Linked DNA regions of Mus musculus: region 1 is linked to region 2. A link is a contact called in public HiChIP or PLAC-seq data. All regions are on one chromosome and are shown on one strand. The core of a region is the stretch at or near the end of the contact, and the rest is flanking DNA. Distances in the headings are between cores, read along the strand shown.

Evidence for each region. HiChIP or PLAC-seq counts read pairs in DNA pulled down with a chosen protein or histone mark.
Region 1: a contact with region 2 is called in an H3K4me3 HiChIP or PLAC-seq map of bone marrow-derived macrophages, with 5 times the contacts expected there. The contact joins the enhancer-like site here to the promoter of 9330151L19Rik in region 2. A contact is called at or near these places in 19 of 39 promoter capture datasets (3T3-L1-derived adipocytes, the C10 cell line, the HPC-7 cell line and 13 more), 4 of 15 datasets of contacts at CTCF or cohesin (the NIH/3T3 cell line, large pre-B cells and pro-B cells), 64 of 484 Hi-C or Micro-C datasets (B cells, the C10 cell line, the C2C12 cell line and 46 more), 25 of 115 datasets of contacts at active chromatin or transcription factors (the 230-238 cell line, the SCID.adh cell line, Th17 cells and 15 more) and 5 of 9 other capture datasets (adipose tissue, embryonic stem cells, liver and 2 more).

The regions. Positions count from the first base shown.
Region 1 is chr12:69,330,064-69,336,021 of GRCm38.p6, forward strand. Nemf (nuclear export mediator factor) reads right to left here. Exons shown (of 33, transcript NM_025441.3): 17 at 1,809-1,912; 18 at 1,025-1,087. Among named protein-coding and RNA genes, the nearest start is that of Nemf, 24 kb to the right of the region's middle. Within about 2 kb of position 1,293, at least 26 of the 459 cell types and tissues checked have an H3K27ac peak or open chromatin away from gene starts, as enhancers often do. A contact at or near this core is called in acute myeloid leukemia, bone marrow, bone marrow-derived macrophages and 2 more, where this site is marked.
Region 2 is chr12:69,194,202-69,200,354 of GRCm38.p6, forward strand. 9330151L19Rik (RIKEN cDNA 9330151L19 gene) reads left to right here and starts at 3,010. Exons shown (of 2, transcript NR_033222.1): 1 at 3,010-3,414; 2 at 3,527-5,667. It overlaps Dnaaf2 (dynein, axonemal assembly factor 2), which reads right to left and starts at 4,228. Exons shown (of 3, transcript NM_027269.4): 1 at 2,291-4,228. The coding sequence starts at 4,084.

The DNA of each region.
Region 1 (5,958 bases), core at 43-2,542, 130 kb after region 2:
TTCTTCTATCATATAATCTATACTGAGAATGTTCTCTGTATACTTGTTAGGTGGTGTTCTAAAGATATTGCTAGGTTTAGATATCAATGTGTTCAAGTCTTCTATTTCCTTGTTAATTTACTGTTTTAATTATTCTATTCATGTTCAGTGTTAACATCTCAAAATATTATTGCATATACTTGTATCTACCCAACCCCCAACCCCATTACTGTCTGGTTTCCCCTCATATATTATAAATGCTGGACAAGTATGTTATGACTCTTACATTCATGCAATGTTCTTGTACCATTACATCTTTTTTCATCTTTTTTTGTTGTTTGCAGTACTGGAGACTGACTACTAATTCTTGATTATTGGTTACATTATATTTTCAGGGCCAAAAAAGAAAGCCCTGGGCGTGGTGGCGTATGCCTTTAATCCCAGCACTCAGGAGGCAGAGGCAGGCGGATTTCTGAGTTCGAGGCCAGCCTGGTCTACAAAGTGAGTTCCAGGACAGCCAGGGCTATACAGAGAAACCTTGTCTCAAAAAACAAAACAAAACAAAACAAAACAAAACAAAACAAAACAGCATATTTTCAGGGGCTAGAGAGATGGCTCAGCAGTTAAGAACTGACTGCTTATCCAGAGGTCCTGAGTTCAATTCCCAGCAACCACATAGTGGCTCACAACCATCTGTAATGGGATTCAATGCCCTCTTATGGTGTGTCTGAAAACAGCTGTAGTGTATTCATGTACATAAAATAAATAATTCTTAAAAAAAAAAAAAAAAAGAATGCTATAAAGAGGCCAGAGAAATGGCTCAGCAGTGAAGAATGCACACTGCTCTGGCAGAGGACCTAAGCTCAGTCCCAGAGCCCAACCCCTCCCTGACTCTGCTTCCGGGGAATCAACACTTTCTTCTTTTCTTCAGGATTCAACGGGCACTGCATGGATTACTTGTGTACATCCCCATAGACACACACATGCAAAAATAAAATATATTAAAAAAAAAAAAAGAAAATTCCAGACAATAGAAATATATTACCTGTCGGATTCTTAATTACACAGCTGGTAGCTCCATGAAGATCAGCATGCACATAAATGTCTCCTTAAATAAAAACAAAGTGAAATAATGATACTTTAAGTCCTTTTTCTTTTGTTTTGCTTTCTTACAAATGTTTTACTTTATTTTAAAATTTTATGTGCATAAATGTTCTGGCTGCAAATATGTGAGTGAAGCACCCGTATGCAATGCCTACAGAAGGAAGAAAAAGGAACTCGATCCTCTAGAACTGTGGTTACAGGGGGTTGTGAACCATTGTGCAAGTGCTAGGAACTAAACTCAGATCTGTTGCAAGAGACGTAAGTACTCTTCACTGCTGAGAAATCTCTCCAGCTTGCTTCCTTTCTTTTTTGAAATGGTCTCTTTATGCTACTTAAAGTGGTCCTCTAGACTTAGCCTCTTTAATGGCTCCAACTATAGGTATGCACTACACACCCAGCTTGAAGTCCTATTTGTAAACTGGAAAAATAGTCACAAATTATAGCACCAAAACATTAACCTTTAAAAAATGTGATCCACCATGACTGGAAACTATTTTGTAAATATAGCAGAAGATCAAAAGTCCAAAAAAACAGATTAGCATGGCAATACTACTTTTGATATACCCACTTAACAAAAAGTGGCAAAGACTTCAACAAAATGTAAGCCAAAAAGTGTTAAATCTCTAGTTAATTGTCAAGCAAGAGTAAAGGATAAAAACCAGTGCCTACTAGCAAAGCAACTGATACGCCGTTCAAGAGAAAATCTCATACGATTTTAATCTCACCTGGTGTCAAGTATCTTTTCACAATAATCTCATTCTGCTGCTGATCCCGACCACCTATGATTAAATAGTTCTCTGAACTAATGAACCACAGAAATTTCTCAAACCTATAGAAAGAAAACAAAGTTAACAATTTTTTTATATATATATAAAAAAAGGCCTGAATTCATACCATTTTCAAAACAAAATATAACAAAACAGGAAGTTGCCATGCCTGTATAGAACAAGATATCAGCAATTCTATGGCACAGCTACCATTCAAGCACAGGCAAATCTTACTAAAAACATGTAATACAGTTTTTACAATAGTCTTCCAAGAAATTAGATTCTGTCAGGACATAGTGGCACTTGCCAGTACTGGGGAGGCAGAGGTAAGAGAATCTCTGTGAGTTCTAGGTCACCCAGTGATACAATGAGACTCTGTCTCTGTCAGGGGGAGGGGCAGAAGAGGCAAAGATGGGGAAGAAGAGAAGCAGGAACTAAATTCTATAAAAAAAAAAGTTATCTCACTAGGAATTGTGGGTAAGACATACCGATGTTCCCAGCACTCAGAAGCTGAGGTTCAAGGGCAGCCAGCACAGCTATATATGAACTTAAGGCTAATCTAGGATATCAAACCAAGTCTCTCTCTCTGTCTCTGTCTCTGTCTCTCTCTCTCTCTGACACAGGGTTTCTCTGTGGTGTCACAGCTGTCCTGGAACTCATCCTGTAGACCCAGCTGTCCTCAAATTCAGAGATCTACCTTGCCTCTGCCTTCTAAGCGCCATGTACCACAAACTGCCCAGATATCCGTCTCTGTCTGTCTGTCTGTCTGTCTGTCTGTCTGTCTTTTGGGGGGGGGGACAGGGTTCCTCTGTGTAGTTTTGGCTGTCCTAGAACTCACTCTGTAGACAAGGCTAGCCTTGAACTCAGAAATCCCCCGGCCTTTGCCTCCCAAGTGTTGGTATCAAAGGCATGTGCCACCACTGCCTGGCCTATTTATTTCTTTAAAAAAATTTTTTAATTAGATGTGTATGTGACTATTTGCATATGAATATGTACACATAAAAGCAGGTGGAGCTGGAGTTAGAGAAGATTGTAAACTGCCTACTGTAAGGGCTTGAGAACTTCACTTCACTCTGGAAGAGTAGTACATAGTTCTGAACCACTAAGGCATGTATCTCTCCAGCCCCAAAATTATTTTACTTTATATAGGTAGCATTCTTAAACATAAGGATGGCAAAGCAATGAATTAACTATACAAATCAAAGGTACAAAATATCAAATGCCCAAAGATTCCGCTTTCTTTCATCAGGATACCAAATAGGTTCTGGACCACTGGTAAAGCAAGAAATTATTCCAGGTGGGATGGTACATACCTATAATCCCAGCACCTGGGAGGATGAGCCAAGAGAATCAGAGTTCAAGGCCTGCTTGAGCTATCTAGGGAGATACTGTCTCCCTATGACAACCCTCTCCCCTCCAAAAGAGTACTATTATGGCTTTTCTCAAAAGACAAAGTAACTGGGGTTTTCATTAATTAGTTTATTATCCAGATAGAACGAATAACAGGATGGAGGAATTGCTCAGTGGTTAAGAGTATTTGCTGCTCTTCCAGAGGACCTGGGTTTGATTCTCAGAATCAACATGGCAGCTCACTAGCCGGGCAGTGGTGTGCGCGCCTTTAATCCCAGCACTTGGGAAGCAGAGGTAGGCAGATTTCTGAGTTCGAGGCCAGCCTGGTCTACAAAGTGAGTTCCAGGACAGCCAGGGCTACACAGAGAAACCCTGTCTGGAAAAAACCAAAACCAAAACCAAGACCAAAAAACAACAAAAACAAAAAAACATGTCAGCTCACAATGAGTGAGCTGTAACAACTCCAGTCCCAGGGAATCTGACACCCTCTACTGGCCACAAGTAGATCGCAGCCATTCATAGACATTAAACAACCATACTTATAAAATTCAAATGAAATAAAAGAGCTATAACAGTGTGTGCTTATTTGACATTTAGAAAATGACAGACAATATAGATAAAAAATAAAGATCTGGTATATTATATGTAACAGAAATATCTTTGTATGGTTACATCTATACCATTTAAAACTTTAAAATATGACATATAGGCATTAAGGAATACTCTATCGTATCCCTCAAAATATAATAGGAAAGGATTTTATTTTCTGATTATTTATTTACTTATTTGGTGCTGGAGCCAGAACTCAAGTTAATTTTGACTTATTTGTTAAAAAATTTCTAGGAACTTGGATGTGTTAGTCAAATACTCTTATCACTGAACAACATCACTTTTTTGTTTTGGAGACAATTAAGTAGCTCAAGCTAGCCTTGAATTTATGATCATCCTGCCTGAACTTCATGAATGTCAGGATTATAGAAATATGACACCATGCCTGGTTTCTAATATTTTTTTGTTTGTACGTTTTTAACACTGCCAAAGATACAACCCACAGACTCAACTGTATTTACCTAATGAGTTACATCTATGCCCCAATGTGATTTTGTTGTTGTTGTTGGCGGTGGTGTTTTGAGACTGAGTTTCCTATGTATCTTTGGCTGTCCTAGAACTCACTATGTTAAACAGGCAGGCTTCAAACTCACAATTCCAGGACAGCCAGAGCTACACAGAGAAACCCTGTCTGGAAAAAAAACCAAAAAACAAAAAACAAACAAACAAATAAGGAAGGCACACAGGACAGATGGGGCAAATAAAAGCAGATGTCCAGATGGGTCTGTGTAAGCTCCAAATAACAAGAGGTTACATGTGGTATGAATGCACTAACTGCCTCTGTATACAGAAAATTATCAGACCAGAAAGCAAAAGCAGTAAGTGTGTGTGTGTGTGTGTGTGTGTGTGTGTGTGTGTGTGTGTGTGTAAAACACAGGTTACGGAAAGACTGAAATAAGGAGTGGAAAAGATGTAGCATGCACACTAATGAAAAGAAGCCCAATTAGATGACAGCTCCACGTTTCTATTGATTGTAGCCTCAAAGAAAGCAAAAGTGGCAGAAAAAAGAAAATGGACAAATCAACAATTTATAAACTTTCTGAGAATAAAGCCACTGCTAGAGAATCTAAATAATCAAACTCTACAAAGAAAACTAGGCATAGTGGGTGATGCAGGTCTGCAATCTGAGTATTTGGGAGGCTATGTCAGAAAACTGCAACTAGGCACATCCTGGCCTACACAGTGAATTCAAGATCAGCCAAAAATAGATAGATAGATAGATAGATAGATAGATAGATGGATGGATGGATAGATAGATAGATAGATAGATAGATAGACAGATAGACAGACAGACTAGCAGACTGACTTTGTGTTCAAACAAACAAACAAACAAAATCATAAAAACAAAATAACAAAATTCAAATTTGTAATAAACACTTAACTCCCCACCCCTCACCCCAATACACAGGGTTTCTCTGTGTGTCCCAGAATTCACTCTGTAGATCAGGCTGACTTCAAACTCATAGATTTTCACTTGCCTCTCCCTAAGTGCTGGAATTAAAAATGTGTGCCACCATGGCCAGCTTTTGAAACACTTTCCCATAAGGAACTATTTGGGGCCATCCTACTTTATAAATAAATTCTATCCACATTTAATGACAACTAAAAAAAAAAAAAAAACCCACATTTCTAGCTTGTTTCATGAAGCAATGGGACCTTGATATGTGTACCTGATAAGAACGCTACAAGAAATAAAAATTATAGATCAATCTGACCAAGAGATGTCAAATATAATCAAACTAAATACAAAGAGAAGGAAAGCGAAAAACACGTAAGAACCCTGAAAAATGAAAAGCAGACAAGTGATCATATCCAACTTAGGAAGCTGAGTCCTAAGATGACACTTGAGCCCAGAAAAACAAATCCTTTTACAATCCAAAACTCAAAAATGGGACATAAATGAGATGTGATAGTACAGACTTTTGAAAACTGAGTCAAAAGGCTCCAAAGTTCAAGGCTAGTGTGGCTACACAGGGAACCCTGCCTCAAAACAAACAAACAAACAAACAAACAAACAAACGGCAAAAGATGGCTAGTTAAAGAAACAGAGTTTTAAGATGGGGTTTAAGACAGGAGGACTGGCTAAGAGTCTGCTCACACAGTTCTCCATCTTCTTTCCAGCTCTAAACTATGTTTGCGGTTTCACCCT
Region 2 (6,153 bases), core at 1,760-4,259:
CACATCTTTATCAGGATACTCAGGAGGCAGAAGACATGGTTAGCCTCATCTACAACAGAGTTAGTTCCAGGGCAGCCAAGGGTCTAGAGAGACATTCAGGAAAAGAGCGTGAGAACCAAGAGTGGCACTTGGAGAGACACTCTAGAACATGGGTGTGGGCTTTTCAAAGAAGTCACCATATGTTTTATTCCTAAGAATTGAAATACTTTAGTGTATATAGTTATATAGTATAGAGTGAAATATTTTATGTGTATAGAGTTACTTAAACTAGTTTTTAAAAAAATATTTATTTTATTATTATTTTTGAGAATTTCAGAGTTGTATACTGTAATTATATAGTTTCCATCCATCCCTCTTCCTCTTCAATTCCTCCTGTGGACACCCCATTCCTGTAACTTTAATTTTTTAAAAGATTTATTTATTTATTATATATAAGTACACTGTAGCTGTCTTCGGACACACCAGAAGAGGGCATCAGATCTCATTTCAGATGGTTGTGAGCCATCATGTGGTTACTGGGATTTGAACTCAGGACCTCTGGAAGAGCAGTCAGTGCTCTTAACCATTGAGCCATCTCTCCAGCCTAACTAAGTAGTTTTACAACACAAGATTTCTCAACTATTAATAGAGAATTTAAACATCACTATCACCCAAATCCAAACACCATATAATTTGTTTATATTCAGTCAAGTGAGATTTAGCCATTTAACCATATTTAAACTAATTTATAAGATTGGTTCAGTGTTACCTCAAATAAAATTATCTTCTGTGCTTTTATTTAAATAATATTGTAATTACAAAGTAAAGATTATTAGGTGGTCCAAAGAGGGGGGACAAAAATTAGAGATATGTTTCAAGTTATGTTCAATTAAATTAAACAATATTTGAATTTGCAAGAGAACTAATGGATTAGAATAATTTTATATTTAGAGCAATTTGCCTTGCTAACATTTGAGATTCATGGTCTTATATTCATTCATTTATTACCTCTGCTTCATTCTGAAAAAAAGATACACCAAATATTTTGAATTCTCAGGAATTCAAGGAAATATCTATATGGAAATGGTAACTACAGAAAATTCATATTTATCCTAATGACTGATTTTATTATGAGTGGCTGAATTCACTGGCCCTAAAACTTAGTTACTACTTAGGGTGTAAATAAATATGTATTTAGTACTTTTTATGTGTAAAGTGACAATTCTGGCCTTGAAAGCCACGAGTCTCTCTATGACTAGTTTCATAAAAACATATATAGTAATGAAATTACTGTATGTCTCACTACTCCCAATTTTCTTTTTTTTTTAGGACTGTGTCTCACTATAAAACTGGCCTCAAGCTGGGTGTGGTGGCACACGCCTTTAATCCCAGCACTCCGGAGGCAGAGGCAGGCGGATTTCTGAGTTCAAGGCCAGCCTGGTCTACAGTGTGAGTTCCAGGACAGCCAGGACTATACAGAGAAACCCTGTCTCGAAAAACCAAAAAAAAAAAAAAAAAAACTGGCCTCAAACTCATAATCCTCCTGCCTCAGGCTCCTGAACGTTAGGGTGTAACGCTCCTGAACGCATCATTATGTCCGATACTTGGGGCTTGATACAGTATAGTATAAAATAAAAGAACGGGTTTTATGATCCCATTAGCCCCATCACAGGTGATAATAATTAATGGTATAATTATAATAAATCTACTTAAGTCTTCAAATATGCCTTAATCCCACTGTGATTTAGAAAAACATCTAGAAGAAGTGAACTGTTTTGGCAGGCTGGAGCTCAGAGCTCAGGGTTGAACAGTCTACAAAGCTATTGTTGTCTGTGACAACTTGACTTTCTGGGAGGCTGCAGGCCAACACTCTGCCACCGAACTACACCTTAGCCTCTTCACTGTTGCAGTTTACATATAACTTTGATATAAACCTCAAACAAAATTACCAAGTGCCCAATCCACACACACACTTGTTTTTTTGAGACAAGATCTTACTAACTATAGTTATAACCTTTTTCTCAGGAGAGACTGAACCCTCAATTTCTTGCATACATTTCCAGAAGTCTAGAGAGAAGTCACTAAAATCCACTGGTTTTCTAGTCGGTGGACCCCGAGTAAACAGGTGTAATACGGGTCAACCGTGAAGGCTTAAGAGCATCCTTAGGATAGAATACGTGCAATCTTCTCTTTGAGAATGAGCTTAGCCTGCACTGTCATCGTATGAATAGATAGAAAATATTTGTTTATGTGCCTGTAACAAAAAATGTTTAAAGTAAGATAGAGTATTTCAAATAGTGAGAACGGTTACCTCCAAAGACTCCTTGTTCAAGCCACAATACCACTCTCGCCAAAGTCCGTGGCTCTCTGGAGATTTTGCCAGTACTATGACTGCATTATTTAAAGAAACGCTAGTCTCGGGTTCTCTGGTACTCAACTTATTCTCTGGAGCAAACTGCAAAGTGCAGGAATAACCCGAGTCTTGTGTAGAGAAGCACAATTCGTAACCGACGGGGCTTAGATGTCCGTGAAGAGTTTGTGGCAGAATCCCAGGCACTTGGATGAGCAAAGTCAAGGAGTCTTCGTCCTGATTACACTGTAAAGGAGGGCACACGGGTGCGATGCTCTCGGTTCCGGGGTCACCCATGGCTGAGCCCGCGGTGTCGTGGCGGGTCCTCTCCTGCTCCTCATTCGTCTGGACACCGGGGTCTCCGCACAGGGATTCGGTGTCGCCGCCCGGGAAAGCAGAGTAAGGGAGGCTTCGGTCCCCAGGAGAAGTCCCTTTCCCGAGGTCTAGAGGTGCCACCGAGTCCCCTCCGAAGTCCTGCTCCGGTTCGGGAACGAGCTCCCCTTCAGCGTGTGCAGCCCCGGGGTCTGGGGCTCCCACACCGCTCTTCTCCCCGTGGTCAGCTCCGGTTCCATCTGCAGACTCTTCCCGCGCCGCTGCAAAATCGCCCGCGGAAGTGCGGGCTACGTCGTCAGTTCCGGTCTCCTCCGCGGGCTCTTCCGGTGTCGCGGCCGGGGGTTCCTGGCGCGCGTCGGCCAGCGCCACCGGCAGCGTGACCACCAGCTGCCGCCGCGCCTTGTTGTACTGTGCCTTGCCGCGGCCGTCGTCCACCGGGTACGGCAGCGAGAGCCGCAGCCGGTAGTCGGGGTTTCTCGAGTCCAGGCACAGCAGCTTCCCCTTCACCTCCAGCTCCGCCCGCTCGACCGAGCGCAGCAGCGGCAGCTCGATGGTGACCACCAGCTCGTGCGGCACGGTGCTCGGGGCCGCGTCGCGCGAGCAGCGGTAATCCTGGAGGTCTACGTGGTGGCGCTGCACCACGGAGCAGCGCGGCTCCGTGGGCTCTGGGCGCTGCACGGCCTCGGGAGCGGGGGACGCGGGCGAGCGGGCAGTGTTCGCCGCCGCTGCCGCGGGGTAGCGGTATGGATATGGTGGGTCCGGGAAAAGCCCTGGTGGCTCCCCCTCGGGCTGGGCCGGGACGCCCCCGGGTAGGGGCGTGCGGAGCACTGCGGCCTCGGGCATCCCCTTGTACTTGATCTTCAGGGTCTTGGCGTTCCTGCGGTCCAGCCTGACGCCGAACTGCTGCTCCACCGCCTCCAGGGCCGTGGCGTCCAGCATTTCGCGGAAGCGCTCGTGGCTCCGGGCCAGCGCCAGCGCTTCGGGGTGGAAGACCACGTCGTAGACGGTGTAGCGGGCGCCGTTGCGGCCGGCATACTGGCGGCCGGGAGCCAGGCTATAGGGCAGGGACCAGTGGCTGCCAGCTGCCGTGCCGCCGCGCCCCGGGCCGGGCCGGCTGCTAGGTACGCCTACCAGTGAGTTGCTGCACACGTTCACGTAGCAGCGGTGCTCCCCGTCCAGGCTGGTACGCAGCACATGGCCCGGCTCAGGGTGCACGAACCGCACATCCACCCCACGCTCCCGCTCCAGGGCTGTGATCTCCTCCTCGTAGCGCCTCCGGTTCTCGGGGTCCGTGATCTCCGCGGCGTACTCGGAGAACATTCGGCGGAACTCTGGGTCCTGAAAGGCGGAGGTGAACCGCTGCACCTCCTCTCTGCTCAGATCCAAGTCCTCCAGCGCTGAGGAGGCCGCCGCCTTGGCCATGGTGACCCACACGGCCCAATGCCCAGACCCAGTGAAGGATCAGGGTGAATTGAGTGTCTAGGATGCGCTTCAGAGTCTGGCTCATGGAGAACTGACCAGTCCAAGAAGGTAACGGCTGGATTGTCAAGGCCGGGCAGCGCGTGCTTTGTTGCCATAGTAACGCCTGGGAGGAGGGGCAGCGATCTGGTAGAAATGCTAGAAATAGGCTCCACTGTTACTTCAAACCAAGCAGACACTACCTGCTACAGGTTTTAAATTACTGTGTCAGGATACGTGTACTTTGCAGTCTATTGTGGTAACTGTCCTCATCTTCAGCGCTGTGTCTTTATCTTATTAACTGTTTAATTTCACCAACAAGAGAGAAGTTTACTAGCTAATTCACAAACCTAACTTTATCTGACTCTCTTTACTTTGTGGAACCAACGTTAGTAAACCCTTACCATTTTCAGGTATTCCACCTTATAGTTGTCTCCCAGAAACCCTTGGGGGCAAAAGATGACAAAACAAATCCCAGAGATTAATAAGCATCAGAAAGGTGTTCGCTTTTTATAATGTAAATGCAAGCTCTCAAATCACTTAGCAAAATTACAGTTTGTCCTGATCAATTTCCTTGGGTTGAGAATAGAATTTATAACTGCGCTTTTTTTTTAAACTAGATATCCTTAGATTGACTCTGTAGTCTCTTAACAATGCTCCACTAGGAACCAATGCAGCAGATGTAGTAGTTACATAATGGAACTTTACTGTGCCAGACTATAGAAACTTGGTTTTGTTACAGGGCTAGGTGTGGGATCCAGGACTTCCCACCTGTGGCCTGAGCTGTACCACTGAGCCACACACCCAGGTCTAGGGTATGGTTACTTATTGATTGCTGGGCAGTCCCAGACCTGTTTTACAAGTGCAGCATTTAGCAGTTTATACTGGCATTACTGCAATCACAAGACCTTTCCCAGGCTTCTCTCTTATGCCTCCTCCTTTTGTGGGAGGGAATGTCCACAGAACCACACCCAGGGCCTCACACCTGAGACAAGCATTCTTTCCACCAATCTGCAGGCCTTCCTCTGTTACATTTTAAGTAGACTGTCCCAAGATTGGGATGACACCTCATCTCCGTTATGCCATCTCTTTCACATGCTAAATATATGTACTCAACTACCATGGTGACTCTGAGTTCAAGGCCAGCCTGGTCTGCAGAGCAAGTTCCAGAAAAGCCAAGGAATCCAGAGAAACGCTGTCTTGAAAACCCAAAACAAGTAAGTAAATAAAACTCAAATAACCAACTTCTGTTTCACATTCTAAGCTTATAGACTCATCAACTGTCCATCAGATGTCTCCATTTGAGTAATAACTGCTTAAGCCCCAGAGGCCTGAAATGGCGTGACTTCCCTTCCTCTTTCATTTTCAGCATTCCAAATTCTTGTTCTTTACTTTCTTTGCCCTTCCTCTGTCAGCTTCCCTATTCATGGACTTGCCAGTGCTGCTCATCTTCCCTCTTAAATGTCATCTGTTACTGGATCAGTCTGCGTCAGATATTTATTGCGTACTCTACCTGTGTAAATAAATAATGTACTTTTTGAAATTTTATCATTGTATATGTGCATGCATCCACCGTGAACGCATGTGTAGGTCAGAAGACAACTGGGAGTTCCTCTCTCCCAGCGTGGGTCCCAGGAATGGGACTCCGGGGGTTAGGCTTGTGCACAGAAAATGCTTTTATTCACTAAGCCATCCTGCCAACCTGGTAACATAATGTTAAACCACTAGAAGAAAGAGAGAGAGAGAGACAGACAGACAACTTTTGTAGGGCTGGAGAGATGGCTCAGCAGATAGGAGCAGGCACTGGCTGCTCTCGGAAAGGACCTGGGTTAAATTCCCAGCACCCACATGGCAGGTCAGAACTGTCTGTAACTCCAGTTCCAGGGATCTGACACCCTCACACAGATATACATGCAGGCAAAACACCAACACACATAAAAATTAAAAATCCATGCTGTAAAGCACACTGGCAGGCACTCTCTTATGTTGGGAAAATATGTTAGAACAATCATTTGGGGAAATTACTGTTGAAT